Linked DNA regions of Oryctolagus cuniculus: region 1 is linked to region 2. Evidence: chromatin contacts called from public Hi-C data. All regions are on one chromosome and are shown on one strand. Each heading gives the region's core, a stretch centred on a gene start, on an enhancer-like site or on the middle of the called end of the contact. The rest is flanking DNA. Distances are from core to core; before and after follow the strand shown. Region 1 has its middle 110 kb from the start of PCSK1. Region 2 has its middle 9.2 kb from the start of RFESD.

Region 1 (2,827 bases), core at 281-2,780, 720 kb before region 2:
GGGACCCGAGTACTTGGACCGTCCTCCATTGCTTTTCCTGGCACATTAGCAGGGAGCTGGATCAGAAGTGGGGTGACCAAGACTTGAACCAGCATCCATATGGGATGCCAGCATTGCAGGTGGTGGCTTAACCTGCTGTGTCATGGCACCAGCCCCAATTTTTCTTTATCATTTCAAATACATCTATCTCAAGTATATTCACCAAGGCTCCCCTGGGCATAGATAGCAATGGTAGATTTTGGATATAAATGATGGGACTATTCAGTTAATTTCCAGCATCATTCATATATCTAGTCATGAACATCATCAGTCCAGTATACTGATTGATGGCTGTGGCGTAAGTTCATTTGAACATGGTCACAGCATATACCTCATAGAACTTGGAGCAAACCTTCCAGACTTATTGGTTTTGTTCACTGGCATGGAAGACGTGACAATTTCTTGTGAACCCAAGTAAGTGATGACAAAAGGAGAGAGGAATGTCAGCTGGGGCATGAAACCCATGGCTCTCAAGACAACCAAAGTGGCTTTGACTGGATTCCTCCCCATTGGCCACTTCTCCCCCTGGGAGCCCACGGTCACACCGTGAATGTCACCGGACGTCAGAGTCTATTAGGAGCCATCAAGCTGACTCAATCCTTCCTAACAAGCTACAGTTCCTGAGATTCAGAGCCAGGATCATTGAGTTACTCACTCATTAAAAATTAACAGAAATAAAAATTGAACAGAACAAAGATGAAAAACATGTTACCCCTGAAGGCAGGGGCTCAGGGGAGCGAGGGCTGCTGCTTTTAGCATCCAGCTCCTTCTACAAAAGGACCTGAGCTGATGGAACTATTTGCCAGAGGCTCCCTGAGATAAAGGTGGACTCCAGCAGAAAATGTTCCTGATCCTGGGAAGACAGCAGCACAAATTAGATAATACTGTGTCCGTGTTTAATTGTTGCCATTATGTGTTGCAAAATATAACCTTGAGGCAAACAGCAAAGACACAGCTTGGCTGCATTTGCTTCTTTCTCTTAAGACTGCATAAAAAAATCCTGCCCCGTCATCTTTTCCTGTTTCATAACTGACTGTCACCATCTTTCTGAGATGATGCCCAGTTTATGAATTCTATCTGTTTTTTTTTGTTGTTGTTCTGTTTGAAAGGCAAAGAGACAGAACGAGACACAGAGACAGAGAGATCTCCCATCCAATTTGGTTAATGCCCAAATGCTCCTAAGAGGTAGGTCTTGGCCAGGCTGAAGTCAGGAGCCTAGAACTCAGTCTGGGTCTCCCAAGTGGGTGTCAGGGACCCAGGTACTTGAGCCAGCATCCCTGCCTTCCAGGGTGCCCATTCACAGGAAGCTGGAACAGGAACCTGGCCTCAAACCCAGGTACTCCCGTATGGGATGCAGGTGTCCCAAAGTGGTGTCTACAGCCCTGTGCCAACTGCCTGTCCTGCTTTCTGGTTTAAAATGAGGATGACATTCCACAGAGCCTGCGGCACGTTGTCCCTTTCCACCCACTGCCCGTCTCCCTGCGTCCACCAGGAACCAGGGGGGGAGTGGGCTGCCAGAGGGTCACCCCCTGGGAGACGGCCACCCTCAATGCACTGTGTTCTCCGCAGTGGTGGGCCCAAAGGGTTTCATCTTCTGGGTTGCATCTTCAAGTCGAACAGAAGAGCTGCTGTTGTGCCCAGGAGCCCCCTCCCCCCAGCTCCCCTCCAAGGACAGGCCAGGGTTGGGTCTGCCTGCATTACGCAAGGGTAACCCAAGTGTTTGCCTGCAGGCTGTGACTTCAAGTTCTGTGTTAAAGTGCCCTTGACACTCACCCTTGGAGGCCCTTGCCCGGAAATGGCTGTGTCTGCTCAAGCAAATCTGGGTCTCTCTCTCCCCGCTGTGGGTTGGTTCTCCCCAGTTCCCTGTGGGATCTTAGCTTTAGCACTGAATTCCCCTACTCATCCATGTCTCGGTGAGATGGACAATGTTATGCCTCATAATTAGGGAATCATGGCACCCAGCTTCTTCCAGGAAGCTGACAACACTGCAGGAGGGCTGGCTGCTTCCCTTCACGAACCCCCAGGGAGGAATGTTTGGCCAGCCACAGTGCTCTCACATCTGGGTTCTATTTTGTAGATAACAAGGCACTAAGAGGTTTAAGTCATTTCTCTAGGGTCCTAGGTTACTGTGTTAGCAAAAGCCTCTGACTGCTGCTCCAGCCCAGGCCACTCCAAAGCACAGAGTTGAAGCACCTGGCAGTGGTAATCCAATAGGAGTCAATGCCTTTAACCAACACTATGGAAACTGGAGGCCTGGCTCTCACTATTTTAGCAAGTATCGGGAAAGAAAGATGTTTGATTACTTTCCTCTTCAAATAACAGTTTCTTTTTTTTTCAAAGTCAAGGGCAGGTGCTGTTCCTGTTACTGCAGTTTAGCAATGGCCACTGACACTCTGAACAACCCCCATTGCCCCAACACACAGGGCCCAACCAACCACTCCAAAAACAGAATCGCACCTGGATCAAGACAGAAACATGAGAAGTGGCCTTGCCAAGGTCCAAAGGTCTGAGCGGGAACACAGGGAGCCAAGTCCAAGCACAAACAAGCAGGCAGAAGGCCTGCTGGGCACAGGATGTTCTGCTGCACTCCCAACAGCCTGGCCTCCCTGCGGGCTGGAAAGAACAGCAAGACCAGCCACCAAATCCCACCCCACATAGGAAAGATTGAATCTCTTTAGGCTGCCTCTCAGAGCTGTTGTGCTGGGGGTAGTACTGACGCCATCCAGACACATTTCTCCTTATCTTGAATATACTTGTGGGGCCCTGGGAGCACACCCAGTGAAATTTG
Region 2 (2,823 bases), core at 215-2,714:
GCTGGTTTGAATTCTGCCTGCTCCACTATCAACCTAGCTCCTTGCTAATGCCCAGGGAAGGCAGCAGAAGATGGCCCAAATGGTTGGGCCCCTGCCACCTATGTGAGAGACCCAGTTGGAGTCCCTGGCTCCTGGTTTTGGCCCGGTCCAGCCCTGGTTGTAGTGATCATTTGGGGAGTGAATCAGTGGATGGACGATCTCTCACTCTGTCTCTGTTTCTTTCCCTCTATCTGTTACTCTGCTAAATAAATAAATAAATAAATAAATAAATCTTTTTCAGAAATACAAAGGAAGCTGGAATTTGAATGAAGCTGGGACTGAAAACTAGGCATGCCAGATGGAACACTGGTGTCCCAAGGCTGTGTCTTAACTTATGTACCAAGTTCCCTTATGTCTGTCCTTTTTTAATTTTAACATTTACTTATTTATTTGAAAGGCAGAGTTACAGCTTCATTCAGTTTTTCCACATGGGTGACAGGGGCCCAAGCACTTGGACCATCTTTTACTGCTTTTCCAGATGCATAAGCATGGAGTTGGATTGGAAGTGGAGCAGCTGGACTCAAACTGTGCCCACATGGGATGCAGGCATTGTAGGCAGTGGCTTGACCTGCTGTTACATGACACTGGCTCCTCCTTATGTCTTTCTTGGTAGGATTCACATAAAATAGAATGCATTAGAATTCCCATGCCTCATGTACACAAACCTGTCCCAGGACTACAAGGAATGACTTTGTTAATTTTCTATGCTATAGGAAAGATTGAATTAGCTTTTCTTTTTATTTAAAATGTAAAGTACATGTTCTGCATAGCATTATTGAGTATCTGTCTGGAAATCATCCATGACAGGTGGGGTGGACAGCACTACCTGAGCTGCTCCAAATTTTATTCTGAGTTCTAGGCCAGAGAGGGGCAAAGTTCAGATTCACATCATGCGTCCACACTTGCAAAGACATGCTGCACCCTTCCAAGGAGCCGAGATAGCATAGGGAACCTGGCCACCACGGTGGATTGCTTAGCCAAAGCCGCTGAGGCACAGGGCTGGAAAGACGTGCTCCCCAGAAAGCTCTGTGTCGGGAGATCGGGACCCTGCTCAGTTGTCTGCAGAGCTCGGAATGCAAGTGACATTGAAGCACTTTTCACTGAAAGACCCCTGGAGTCTTTGGCCTCCACTTTTGTACATTTCTGAACATTCAGGAAAGAAGAATGTTGAAATCACCACTCCTGAGATATATACATGGATGGCACTCCCCTTACCTCCTCTGATTTGTTAAATGTGGTGTCCGAACTGACCTCAGAGGCAGATTCCTCCCAAGTGAGTTTGCCTCTGCAGGTTGTAGATTTGGCCTCTACAGTGTCAGCTCCCCTGAGGATGTTGATGCCAAGTTTCTCTGCTCCCAGATCCTAAGCCTGTGCCCGAGTCTTGGGCAATTCTAGGTACTGGGTGCTGCGGAGACATCGTCACTTGGCAGTTGCTATGGCAACAGGGATTCAGTTGTTTCCTGACTTAGGAAGATACATGGGAAGTAAGTGATGCCATAACGTTCAGATTCTTGGTTAGACTTGGGACTGCTTAAGAGTGAGGCTCGGGGGCTGACCCTGTGGTGTAGCGAGTAAAGCCTGCAACACCGGCATCCCATATGGGTGCTGGTTCGAAACCAGGCTGCTCCAATCCAGCTTCCCTTTCTCTAACTCTGTTTTCCAAGTAAATAAAATAAATCTTTTTTTAGAAAAAGACACCACACACACACACACACACACAAAAGAATGAGGCTCATAAGAAAATAGGAACTGAGCAAACTGAACCTTGGAAGTCCTAAAGGAAGGACCTATGCCACAGAGAGACGGAAGCAGCTGTGGCTCCTGGGGGCCGTCAGCCCAGGCTTCAGACCCCCTTCTAGCAGAGACCGTATGATGAGCAAGGGGGAAGAGCTCCAGTGTTTTTCAAACAAGGGCAGCAAGTTTAACCTTGCAAAGTAAGTTCATCTCTGAGCCTCAATTTCATCCTAGGCATGGATTTTAAACCCTGATATGGAGAGCTTCGTTTGCTTTGTGTGTTTTACTGGTGGTGGTTTTCTTTCCCTCTGTCCCTCCCTCCCTCCCTTCCTTCCTTCCTTCCTTCCTTCCTTCCTTCCTTCCTTCCGTCTCTCTCTCTCTCTCTTTCTTTTTTAAAAATATGTATTTATTTAAAAGGCAGAGTTTGAAGGAGAGAGAGAGAAAAAGAGAGAGAGAGAGAGAGAGAGAGAGATCCTCCATCCACTGGTTCACTCCCCAAATGACTACAATGGCTGGAGCTGGGCGATACTGAAGCCAGGAGCCAGAAGCTTCTTCCAGGTCTTCCAGGTCTCCCACATGGGGGCAGGGGCCCAAGCACTTGGACCATATTCCACTGCTTCCACAGGCATATTAGCAGGGAGCTGGATTGGAAGTAGAGCAGCTGGGACTCGAACTGGTGCCCATATAGGATGTGGCTTTACCTGCTACACCACAGTGCTGGCCCCATGTAGTGGTTGTTTTCAATCGGGCCTCTCCGATGCCAGCTGGGAAGAGTCCAGGAGTGCAAGTCTGAGTGAAACCTCTGGAACTGGAGCCCCTCTGGCATCCTGCCAAGGCTGGTGCTTCCGGCATGCGTGGGCTGTTTTGAGGGTGGGCTCTGTTACTAGGGTCCAGGTCTGCACATCCCTTGTGGACAGCCCTTTAAGCCTGGAGCACTGGGGCTGACTTCACTCCCTCGTGCTCTGGTGTCACTCATGGGACTCAGGGTCATGGCACGTGTGTTCCACCTGGGCCACCTCTTACCTCCTGTGGCACATTGTCACCTCTTCT

What was found. Hi-C and Micro-C count contacts between places; a contact is called where the count stands out from the background.
Region 1: a Hi-C map of an unstated tissue shows a contact between it and region 2, with 4 times the contacts expected there. The contact joins two enhancer-like sites. A contact is called at or near these places in 2 of 6 Hi-C or Micro-C datasets (ear pinna and an unstated tissue).

The regions. Positions count from the first base shown.
Region 1 is chr14:18,949,809-18,952,635 of mOryCun1.1, reverse strand. No RefSeq gene overlaps it. Among named protein-coding and RNA genes, the nearest start is that of PCSK1, 110 kb to the left of the region's middle. Within about 2 kb of position 1,530, at least 1 of the 8 cell types and tissues checked has an H3K27ac peak or open chromatin away from gene starts, as enhancers often do.
Region 2 is chr14:18,231,937-18,234,759 of mOryCun1.1, reverse strand. No RefSeq gene overlaps it. Among named protein-coding and RNA genes, the nearest start is that of RFESD, 9.2 kb to the left of the region's middle. Within about 2 kb of position 1,464, at least 2 of the 8 cell types and tissues checked have an H3K27ac peak or open chromatin away from gene starts, as enhancers often do.